2 separate regions of the Mus musculus genome follow, and region 1 is linked to region 2. A link is a contact called in public promoter capture Hi-C data. All regions are on one chromosome and are shown on one strand. Each heading gives the region's core, a stretch centred on a gene start, on an enhancer-like site or on the middle of the called end of the contact. The rest is flanking DNA. Distances are from core to core; before and after follow the strand shown. Region 1 holds the start of Stk31 (serine threonine kinase 31). Region 2 overlaps Igf2bp3 (insulin-like growth factor 2 mRNA binding protein 3).

What was found. Promoter capture Hi-C pulls out the DNA fragments that hold promoters and counts their contacts.
Region 1: a contact with region 2 is called in a promoter capture Hi-C map of embryonic stem cells, with 2.6 times the contacts expected there. The contact joins the promoter of Stk31 here to the enhancer-like site in region 2. A contact is called at or near these places in 6 of 39 promoter capture datasets (embryonic stem cells, liver, pre-B cells and 1 more), 1 of 484 Hi-C or Micro-C datasets (regulatory T cells) and 2 of 9 other capture datasets (adipose tissue and liver).

What each region holds. Positions count from the first base shown.
Region 1 is chr6:49,392,426-49,398,116 of GRCm38.p6, reverse strand. It overlaps Stk31 (serine threonine kinase 31), which reads right to left and starts at 2,513. Exons shown (of 24, transcript NM_029916.2): 1 at 2,433-2,513; 2 at 10-56. The coding sequence starts at 2,482.
Region 2 is chr6:49,095,183-49,100,934 of GRCm38.p6, reverse strand. All of the region lies in intron 10 of Igf2bp3 (insulin-like growth factor 2 mRNA binding protein 3), which reads left to right. It also overlaps a transcript of Malsu1 not described here. Among named protein-coding and RNA genes, the nearest start is that of Malsu1, 24 kb to the right of the region's middle. Within about 2 kb of position 1,639, at least 9 of the 459 cell types and tissues checked have an H3K27ac peak or open chromatin away from gene starts, as enhancers often do. A contact at or near this core is called in embryonic stem cells, where this site is marked.

The sequences.
Region 1 (5,691 bases), core at 1,264-3,763, 300 kb before region 2:
TGCCAGTACCTTTATTGTAATGTGTATCTTCATCCATTTGGACAAGTCCTGGAAAACTAACAATTCAATACCTTGAATTAGGTTTTTATATCCATTAACAGTGAAAAAAATCTAAACCACATATGTTCAAAGTATTTGCCCTAAGATGGTTATCAAAACTCAAACTCTATACTAAAAACTTCCTGTTTTCTCATGACTGTTTCTTGTATTTGTTCTGAAAATATTATAGTTTTCAATGGCAAAACACATTATCTCTGTCCCTATCATTATCTTTAGCCAAATCTTTACAGATTTACAAGTAAGATAACTCAAACAGATTTTGATCACTTATATAAATCAATATTTTGAAACAACATGCAGTGTGTGTGTGTGTGTGTGTGTGTGTGTGTGTGTGTGTGTGTTGTATGTGTCTTGCCTGAATGCACATCTGTGTACATGCAATGCATGTTGAGGCCAGAAGGGGGACAAAAGTGGGCTTCAGATCCACTGGGACTAAAGTTACAGCCATGTAAACTGCTGTGTTGATGCTTCCAGAGAACTAAAGTTCAATGTTTAACAAAACTAAGCTGTCCCAAGTCCCAAATGCCAACATGGAGGAAAGGAATTGAACCCAGTCCTCTAGAAAATCAACAATGCTCTTAACTGCTGAGCCATCTCTCTAAACCCATATTAACAACAACAAAAACAAAAACAAAAACAAAAAAAAAAAACAACAAAAAAAAAAACCTCTCAAACAAGAAAATTCCACAATAAAATAAAAAAATAAATAAATAATAAAATGCCTGAGAGTGGCTAGCCTGGGAGTGGCTATTGGCTATTTTGTTTTTTAAAATGCCCTAGAATTAAAAACTGAAATATATCAAATTTGCCTATTACTTCAAAAATCATGTTTATTACATAAAAAAAGTACTTCAAAAGAAGTGTCTACTACTTTACGATTTGATTCTCAAAAATCCAGGAATCACTTTCTACTCATAAATTAAAATGATAAAATATGTAATCTACTTCACTGTTCAATTCCAACTGATTTTATTTCATTCTCAAAATAGGCGCACTCTCCACCCTCCAAAGCTGGGGGGTGTGGTTAGAGCATTGGTTTGTCCTTCAACTTTAAGGTAATTCTACACATTCCAATAAATAGGGGAAAAACAATTTTTCACAAAACTGCCCTTAAAACGTAGGGTACATGCCATGGTTTGAGACTCATTTTTTGAGAGCTTTTAGATCATCCAAGAACATCTAATCTACATCAAGGTTTCAAATGCTCTCAACTATGAAAAGAGTAATTAACTCATCACAGCAAATAATGGAGCTTATTTATAGGAATTTAAAACTTGCAAATTTTGTCTAGCTTAATTTTTTTTCAAATAACATCACTGAATCATCTTCAAATCTGGGATCCTTTAAAAAGTAGTTTTAAAATTCAGCTGTGGAGAAGCTGTTTTAAAAAAAAAAAATGGAAACAACAATATGAACTAAGCAGTACCCCGGAGCTCTTGTCTCTAGCTGCATATGTATCAAAAGATGGCCTAGTCGGCCATCACTGCAAAGAGAGGCCCATTGGACTTGCAAACTTTATATGCCCCAGTACAGGGGAACGCCAGGACCAAAAAGGGGGAGTGGGTGGGTAGGGGAGTGGGGGTGGGTGGGTATGGGGGACTTTTGGGATAGCATTGGAAATGTAAACGAGCTAAATACCTAATAAAAAATGGAAAAAAATTTTTTTTAAAAAATGGAGTCTTTTAGTGAGAAAGAATATTTCTCTGGAAAACACTATTGTTTGCTTGGTTGGTTGGTTGGTTCTTGGTTGTTTTCGGTTTTTTGAAGACAGGTTTCTCAGTAGCTGTCCTGAACTCTCTCTGTAGACCAGGCTGGCCTCAAACTCAAAGATCTGCCTGCCTCTGCCTCCCGAATGGAGTAGGATTAAGACATGTGTTACCACTGTCACGGGCACAGAAAAAATTAAAAGTTTACTTTGGAAATCCTGCCACTTGTTTTAAGAAACTGGTTTTCTAGCCTTATTTTAAATCGTTGTTAAAAGACTTGCCAAGGAACTGTAGTGACTTTAAGCAGAGGTGGAGGGCACGACGGCGAATTCAAATCTCGCCTTGAAATGGGCCAAGGTGAGGTAAAGATGCTGGCTTTCTGGGGGGCCTGGAAGGCTAAAACCACAGACGTCGCCAGAGGGGAAGAAAGTCGTCCACACAGTGGGTCTGCGGGCAGCTCACCGAGATTTGTCCACACAGTGGGTCTGCGGGCAGCTCACCAAGATTTGTCCACACAGTGGGTCTGCGGGCAGCTCACCGAGAAGCTGCGGCGCCTTCGAGCTCGCCGGAAGTAGGCCTCAGCCCAGACCTAAAACGCCAGCAGCGTGGACAAGAACACCCTGGGAGCGGCCCCTGTCGCCCTCGCCACCAAAGACTACCACTGACCTTACACTTTGCGCCACAGCCGTCCCAGCAAAGAGCCGCTGGCCCCACATACCAGGCGCTCCACCCTCAGCCCTCCAGCCCTCAGGCCAGCCCTTGGCGCCGCTTACCGCCGAGCTTCCACGCCTCAGGGCACGCACTGCGCCTGCGCATGCGCGAGGTGCTGCTGCGCTATAGCGGAGGGAGCGCAGCCCTGGTCACGTGGGTGGCCGGCCTCAAGGCCTCGAGCGCAGCCAGGCCGCCCACGGTCCACGCACGCGCTCCGCTCTGCTCCCGAAAGCAGCAGCCTGGCCCTGTGTGCAGTCAGTTTATAGGAGGGCGCCCCACACCCCGCCAGTGATGTAAGACCGTGACATGAAGTTGCGTGGGTCTTCCTAATTTGTACCTCGAGATTTAAACTTTTTTTTTTTTAAAAGCCAAAATTGGGACAAACTGGATATTCTTTTCCCAAAGAAAAGAATACCGTAATAAGTGACAATATCATTTTATAGATCAATAGCTTTACACATATTTCTCCCCAAACTTCGCATCCACATCAAACATTGCAGGGGACAGCAGGGATCGGTGGGGACTGGGATGGGATAGGGTTATAGGCAAGTTATTACACTTGGAGGAAACATTGCACAGCTAAAAACCATCTCTATCTAGTTCTTTTGTTTTGCAAAGGAATGAATTAAAACCAAGGCCTCACGAAAGATCACTACCAAGGAGCCCTCCATTTAATTTCTAAAGCTTAAAGTATAATTTGCATAGACTACAGATATTAAAGTGTAAAGTATTTTAATATTTTTATACATCACTGAAGTCATCCCCATAATAAAACATTTCCATCAACCTCAAAAGTTTCTTCATGTTGTTTACATTAACTGGCCCTCCTTATGTACCTTTCTGTTTCTTGTAACTGAACGTTAATTCTTTTTTTTTTTTTTTCTAAAACTGTTGACAGAATCACACATAAAGACCATTTTATTTGCCTTCTTTCAAATGGCATGGGTATCTTAAGATAATTCCACCTGTTTTCTTCTATATATCAACAGCTTGTAACTTCCCAGGTACTAGTCCACTGTGGATGCCTAACAGGTTTTCTACATTTCTGGGTAGAAGGGTTGTTTTGACTTTAGACTTCTCTCAAATAAAGCTGTTATGGCCTTCAATTCTTTCCGTGGACATACCCTTTCATTTCTTTTGGGCTAATGTCCCCTAGTGGATGGTTAAATGGTAGAAGAGTGTACAAGAAGTTGCCAGACTATTTAACAAAGAAGCTACTCTAATTTATATTACCACCATCAAAGTTTATATATTCTAGTTGCAAGGCTGAAGAAATGCCTCAGTAGTTAAAAGTAATGTCTGGTCTTCCAGAGGTCCTAGGTTTTGTTCCCAGAACCCACCCATTTGGCAGCTCACAAAGGTCTACTCCAGTTCCAGGGAATCCAACAGCCTCTCTGACTGCCTCAGGCACAAGTGTTGCACAGACATAAATGCAGGCAAAACTCTGATACATATTAAATAAAAATAAATCTTTAAAACCTAATAAAAATTAAAAAGTAATAACTGGTTGTTCCATAGCTTCACCATCACTTAATATGATCACTGTTTTTAATTTTAAATATTTTGTATATAGTGGAGGGACTTCCTTGAGGTTGTTTGCATTTATTTATCTACCAAATAAAAACATTGGGTATCTTTGTGTTGTTGTTGTTGTTGTTGTTGTATGTTTATTTTCTATTCGTCTTCATATATCTTCTTAGGTACTTAAGTATCTCTATTCAAACATTTTTAGATTTTTTTTAAACTGGATTCTTTTGTTTGTTTTTGAGACAGGGTTTCACTATGTAGTTAAATCAGCCTTGAACTTGCTATGTAGATCTGGTTGGACTCAAAATCATGGAGATACATCTGCCCCTGCTTCTCAGAGTACTGGAAGTAAAGGCATGTGCCACCACACCTTTTTAAAAAGATAGGGTCTTGTGTAGCTCCAACTTGCTTCCGGCTCACTAAGTAACCAAGGATGGCCTTGAACTTCTGATCCTCCAGTCTTCAGCTCCAGCTGCTGAGACTACAGGCATCCTTCAGGATGTCCATTTTTTTAATTGACTGAGTTATTTATTCACTTCACATCCTGGTCAGTCATCTGTAGGCCCATCCGTCGAATTCTACTTCATCCCCCACTCCTGCACATCCTGTAGATAGAACAAATTATGGGTCTAAGGTTTTGTGCTTGGGTTGGTGTCCCAAAACTTCCATTGGTAGTCTTGCCTGGTCACAGGAGTTGGCCGTTCAGGATCCATATCCCCCATTGTTAGGATTGTTTTCTTATCATTAGCTTTTGATTATGTGTGTGTGTGTGTGTGTGTGTGTGTGTGTGTGTGTGTGTGTGTGTATACTGTGAATGTAGCTCCTTTAGACTTGTAAACATTTTACACAGTTTATGACTATCTTTTCATCCTCTAGCAAAAGTATTTAAAAGAGAGAAAGCTCAGGGGCTGGAAGTGTAACCAGTTTGTGAGGCTGGATTAAATTCCCATCACATACACACACACACACACACACACACAGTACCTATTTTTTTTTTACAAAATTTTTGGGGGGCAGGGAGGGAAATGAACAGACACTGTAAGGCCCCTCTTACACAATGCCATTGCATACAGGTCAAAGTGAGAGAACAATTTTTGAAAATTGGTTCTTGTCTTCTACCAGGTAGGTTCCAAGAATAAAAGTCAAGTCATCAGGTTTGGCAGGTTTGGGCTTAAGTTATTTTGATGGAATCTAATTAATTGGCTTTTGCCTTATAGATCTTACATTTGTATTGTTTTTAACAAATCCCTGGCTGACTAGTCTACAAATGTTTCTTTCCTGTATTTTCTTTCTAAATATATGCATAATGTTATATATCATATATGTATATATATGTATGTGTATATATATATATACATGCTACACAGATGTATAGTAGTTGTGCAGTTAATTTTTATACGATGTAAAATGTGACTCTAGGTTCACATTTTTTATATGTGTGTCCAATTTTTCCATCAGCATTTCTTGAAAGCACTGTCATTTACGTAATGAATTATCTTTGCAGCATTGCCAAGGATGGATGGGCCACATATGTAGAAATCTACTTCTTGATTATTTGTTTTGTGATGTTGAACTCTGCTTACTTTAAACTGTTCTGAGCTCTGAGGCTTTAAAAGTCTTGAATACAGGTAATCTAAGGCATACTCCAACATAATTTTTTTCCTGAGATTGTTTATTTTGAGTTCCA
Region 2 (5,752 bases), core at 390-2,889:
CATGTGAGAAAAGATTTGAGGTGAGCACAAACACCCTGCTGATGTGTTCTTCTTTCTATCCTGTTCTGTTTTATTTCAGAGAATAGTTTAAAAGCCACCACCACGACCAAATACCTTTACCCTTTTATCTTGAGAGCAGCTGTCATTCAAACTCTAGGCATCCATCAAGCTAAAGCATGTCTGTGGGAGCCGCCACACGTCCATTCTCAGTCTTCTGAATCTACTGTGGTCTGCTGTGTAGATGGAGACTGTGCTTGCCTGTGTGTTATGGGAGCAGAGGGCTAGGTCCTGGGGTCAAAGGTAGACGGCCCAAAGCCAGTGCTGAGCCTCCTCCTCCCAGGACTGTTTAACACCATTCTCCAGCCCAAAGTAGTTACTCAGGCTCTAGCTAGTGGTTTTCAGTCCAGCCAGCAAAGAAACAAAAAATGTCAACGCTTGTAAGGGCAGTATCTGAAGCCTGTGTTGATATTTAACCCTTGAGAGGCACCCAGCTTTGTCTAGCTGCAAGGAAGCTGGGAAGCAATTGTTCTAGAGGTAGCAGTGTTTCTATTAAACATGGGTAGGAAAATAGATGTTGGAGCAGCCATTCCTGTCAGTCTAGGTGGAGTGAGCCTTTTCACCTCTTAAAGGAAACTCCGGAGCCTGTGAGTTCTTTCAGAGAGAAAGCGAGACTCAGAGTTATATGGGAGGACATTTCCTGTCATAGTCCCCACACCTATGGGCTATTTTTATTGACGTGCAGAGTATAAACAGGTGTTCTGAGAATCATCTTGTGTTTGTGGATACCACCTGAAATAAATTCTGCTTTCACATGGATGTCTATGATTCTCAGCTTTATTTCTAAATTTAAATCACTGATATGATAGTCCCCCAGTTTGAATTAACCCATAGTTGACCATTGCTAATATTCATTGAGGAGACATAGTACACTCCCTTGTACAGCTTTTTTTCTGTTTTGTTATTGTTCTAGTGCATTTCTCTCTGGTGTATCTCAGAAGTAGCTATAGAGAAACCACAGTGTGTATAGGGTTTTGAAGCCTCAGTGGCCTTCAGCATCCACTAGAGGACTTGAAGGCAGGAAGTAGTATATATGTAACTGTACTTAGCTATTTGTACTTGGTAAGTGGGACTACTTTGGGAAATACATTTTTTAAATTATTTTATATGCATATAAAATAATTGGCTTGCATATGTCTGTGTAACATATGTATGAGAAGGCCAGAGGAGGGTTTTGGATCCCCTGGAGCAGTTGTTTCAAAAGATTGTAAGACAACATGTAAATTCTGGGAATTGAACTCAGGCTGTCTAGAGAAGCAGCAAGTGCTCTCGCAACTGCTAGCCATCTCTCCAACCCTGAAACTAGAATTTTTAAGGACAACTGTTAAATTTACCAAAGCCTTACCAGTTTTGTTTTGTTTTGTTCTTTTTTCAGACAAGGTCTCATATAATCCAGGTTGGCCTTGAACTCACTGTGTAGCCAAGAATGATCCTGAATTTCTGGTCTCAAGCTTCTTTCTCTGAAGTGTTAGGATCACAAGTATGCACTACACTGTTTAGTTTTCTGTTGGGTGGGGATTGGACTCAGGGCTATGCACATGCTAAGCAGGCTTCTGCTAACTGAGCTACATCCCCACCCCTCAGCATTCCCTTGTCTGTTCCTTTTGTTATTACCTCACTGAAGAATGGAGTGTTGTGGGTCCTGGGATGAGCTAAGGGTTCCCGGCATTTACTCTGAGAGTGGTGAAGGTGACCCTCTGCCACACTGAGGTGACCATATTGTGATAAGAAGCTTGCTTTCTTCCTGTTCTTTCCTGTTCTGGGCTAGGGAGATAGCTCAGTGGTAGAGCTCTTTACTGTGCAAAGCTCTGGATCTGATTGATGTTCAGTTCCAAAAGAAAGACCTTGCTATTGGCATTTATCTCAGAGAATTCAAAATACTTATTAAAAACCATCTTCATCTTTGATGTTGTGTGGGTTAAGAGTGAATCTCTGCTTTTATTATAAATGCATATTGCTTGTTAAGAGGAGTTTGTGTGTGTGTGCACATATGTGTGAGTGTGCATGTATTTGTAGGGTGCACTGCATCAATGTGCACGTGGAGATCAGGGATCGGTTTTGTGCATCATCCTCTTGATCTCTGCCCTATTTTTTTCTATTGTATGTTTCTGTGTGTTCATGAGTCTATATGGTATGTGTTTGTGTTTCTTTATATGGTGTATGTGTACATGTAGGCATGCACATGTGTATGGATGTACATGCACTACAGCTCAGGTGTGGAAGTCAGAGTTGGGGGTGCAGTCTTAGACTTCATTCTTGTCCGAGGCAGCTGCCTGCCTCGCCTCGGATCCTCATGCTTATGTGACAAGTACTTTGGGCCACTGAGCCATCTCTGTAGCCCTCCACCTTATTTTTTGGAGTAAATTGGAATAAAGTTTTTTTCACTGAATCTGGTCTCATTGGTCTGGCTCAGCTGTCAGCCAGTAAGCTCCAGGGAGTCCCCTGTGTAGATGATGCTCAGATGTATAGGTGCATGCTGCTGTGCCTGGTTTCTCATAAGTGCTGGCTTCCAAACTCAGGCTTTCATTTATTGACTAACACATCTCCCTAGCCCTGAGAAGTAGATTTTGATGTGTAAACCACCCCCCACCCCCACCCCCACGACTTTTTATGGACTTTTAGAATTGTCTGTCTTCTTTATGTAGATTTATTTACTTCTGCTGTGTGAGAGGAATGGGCTGTCTGTGGATAAACTTCTTGCCCCTGTTCCATTCCAGATCTCTACTCACTCATCCTTCCAAAGTATTCTCTCTCCCAGAACCTGTGAGGTTGATTTCTCCAACCAGCCAAAGTGATGTATCTTTCAAAAGATTTCAGAGAGTCTCTAGTTCTTGCCTGGAACCTAGTTCACTCAGTACTTAATTGGCAAGACCCTCGTTTATAAATGACAGGAAATGCTCCTTTCAGAAATGCCCAAACAGTAGGGAAGTGAGAGTTGCCAGCCAGAGTACTAGCCAAGAGCTGGAGCTGGCAACGTGCATGCTCGGTGTCTTCGCTGGCCATGTTGGCAGCTTGCAGTTGGGTTGGCAGGAATCAACCTGTGGGCTCTTGTCTTCATAAACCTGGTAGCTTCTTTACACTCTTCTCTGAAGGCTCCAAGATAGTAGTTTGGCCTTGAGGTGGAAAGTACAGGGGCAAGAAAGATGAGTGAGCATTCTTTGTAGGTCACCAGAGGCACTCTAAGAACCAGACCAAGTTCCTGTCTCCTTCTAAAGCCAGGTAGGATCTCGTAGTCCTTAAGATTTTTCACTGTGGGTGCAGTAAACATTTCTAGGCAAGTAAACCACTGCATCATACTTGGTTATGGGGGAAAACTTCCTTTTTCTTTCTTTCTTAAGCTTTAGTATTCTGTTGAGGTCATAGAGTTGAGTAAACTTCATTTTAGTTCCAGACCCAAATCTAGTTAAAAACAACTCCTCCCTCCCCCAAGTACCTATCTTAGAGGCCAAAGGAAAACAATGGCACCCTGCCAGGTTCCTGGTGGCTGATCTCTTGGCTGCCAGGCACGTCTCCATGCCTTTGTGATGCCCGAGTTTGTGTTGCCTGCAGAGTAAATACACTTAACCTCACTGTTTGCTGCTGCGTGTATCTTCTCGATAGCGGGTGATTAGGAATTATTCACTGGCAGACTTCACCAGTTACGCAAATGCTCAGCCTCACAGCTCTGCTCTCGTTATTTCAAGACACAGAGCAGCGCTTGCCAAGAGTCCGAAGGAAGCTTTGCCACAGGCATCTGGCAGCAATCCACTGGGAAGTAGCTTGCGTCCCGTGGCTGTCTTTCATCCTCAAAGAGTCTATGCAGGAATGGGTTTCCTGTGTGTCCAGGGCAGTGAACCCAAGGAGTGAGTGTGTCAGAGAGTGTGTGTAGGAACAGGTCTCCTGTGTATTCAGGGCGGAGAACTTGTACCCAAGGAGTGAGTGTGTCAGCAAGTGTGTGTAGGAACGGGTCTCATGTGTGTTCAGGGCGGAGAACTTGTACCCAAGGAGTGAGTGTGTCAAAAGGACGATGTTGAGGGGCTTTTCTTCTGTCTGCTTAGGTCTGTCCATCAAGACGAAATGGTGTGCTTATCTGGGGTAGATCCTGAAAACAGCTTCTCAATGCTGGATTCCGTGTGAGAACACACTGTACAGACAGTCAAGTGGATAGATGTTTCCACGAGCTGCCTGTGCCTCAGAGGAAAATTCCCTTGTGAAATAATTTATGGCCAGTGAGATGGCTGGGGGAACAGAACTGAAGCCAGGGGAGATGGGTGATATTCAGAAACGCCCTCTTCCAGCTTCAGATGGCCGATGAGTCACTGAAGACATGTTGCCAATAGCGCACATGACTTACTGTTTGTCTGGGGCACCATCTCCTGTATGAAAAGCACAGTTACTTCAGATTTGGATTGCTCTATTGGGCAGGCCCTCGTGCCTTCAGAGCAGCAGCTTCTGTCACGCTCAGGCCAGCAGAGACTCCTCACATTGCACTTTGTTGCTGTTGTGATATTGTACTCTGGTCATTTCAGCTGTTCCTTTCCCAGAGCTAATTCAAGAGACAGTTCTGAAATTCTCACCAAGTCATTCATGTTTAAAATTCAGCCACACCATACCCTGCTTCTTTCTTCTTTGAGACAGGGTTTCTCTATGAAGCCCTGGCTCTGCTGGAACTAGCTCTGTATACTAGGTTGTCCTTGAATTCAGAGATCCAATGCCCCATCTTTAAATTTCTTACTGTAAATAGCTCCTTCCATCTCTAGAGATGTGAACCTATAACATCTTCTTTAAAGCACAAATTTGTTTTATTGCTTATTGGTGATTTACCTTTTTCCCACCATTGTATTTTTATTTCAGAATTGTTGGTGGTGTCTATGTGTATGGGTGGTTTGCTTGCATGTATGTCTGTGCAGCACATATGCACAGTGCTTACAGAGGTCAAAAGAAGAGGGTGGATCTCTTGGAACTGGTGTGGGTGCTAGGAGTTGAATCTGAGTTCTCTGGAAGGGCAGCCAGTGCTCTTTAACAGCTGAGATATGACTCCAGCCCCCACTATATATGTTTTTCAAAAACAAACTTCTTACATGTAGCAGGTTCCAGAACAATAATTTATCCTAACTATAGGTGACAAAAATGTTTAAATAGGAATAGAAATAGGTCCAATTATCTCAGCCACAAGGAGCAGGTTCCTTAAGCCTGAGCTTCCTTCTCCATCTCAGTTGCTTGCACTCTTTTCTGACATCTTCATGGCCCAACATGACACCTGTGCCCCCCCCCCCACCCCCGACTCTTTGGTGTCTGTCTTAGGGTTTTATTGCTGCGAAGAGACATCATGACCTCTTGTAAAGGACATTTAATTGGGGCTGTCTTACAGTTTCAGAGGTTTAGTCCATTATAATGGTGGAAAGCATGGCAGCATGCAGGCAGGCATGGTGTTGGACAGGTAGCTGAGAGCTCTACATCGGGATTGGCAGGCATCAAGAAAAGAGAGCCACTGGGCCTGGCTTGGGCTTGAGCTTCTGAAACCCCACAGCCCATCTCCTAGTGACACACTTCCTCCAACAAGGCCACACCTCCCAGTAGTGCCCACCCCTTATGGGGGCCATTTTCATTCCACCCCCACCGGTGCTAACGTTAAGCCTTCCTGGAGCAGGCTTCCTGTTGTCAGAAGGCGACTAGAGAAGAAGCTGGGGGAGCAGCGGTGTTGCTCCATTAGAAC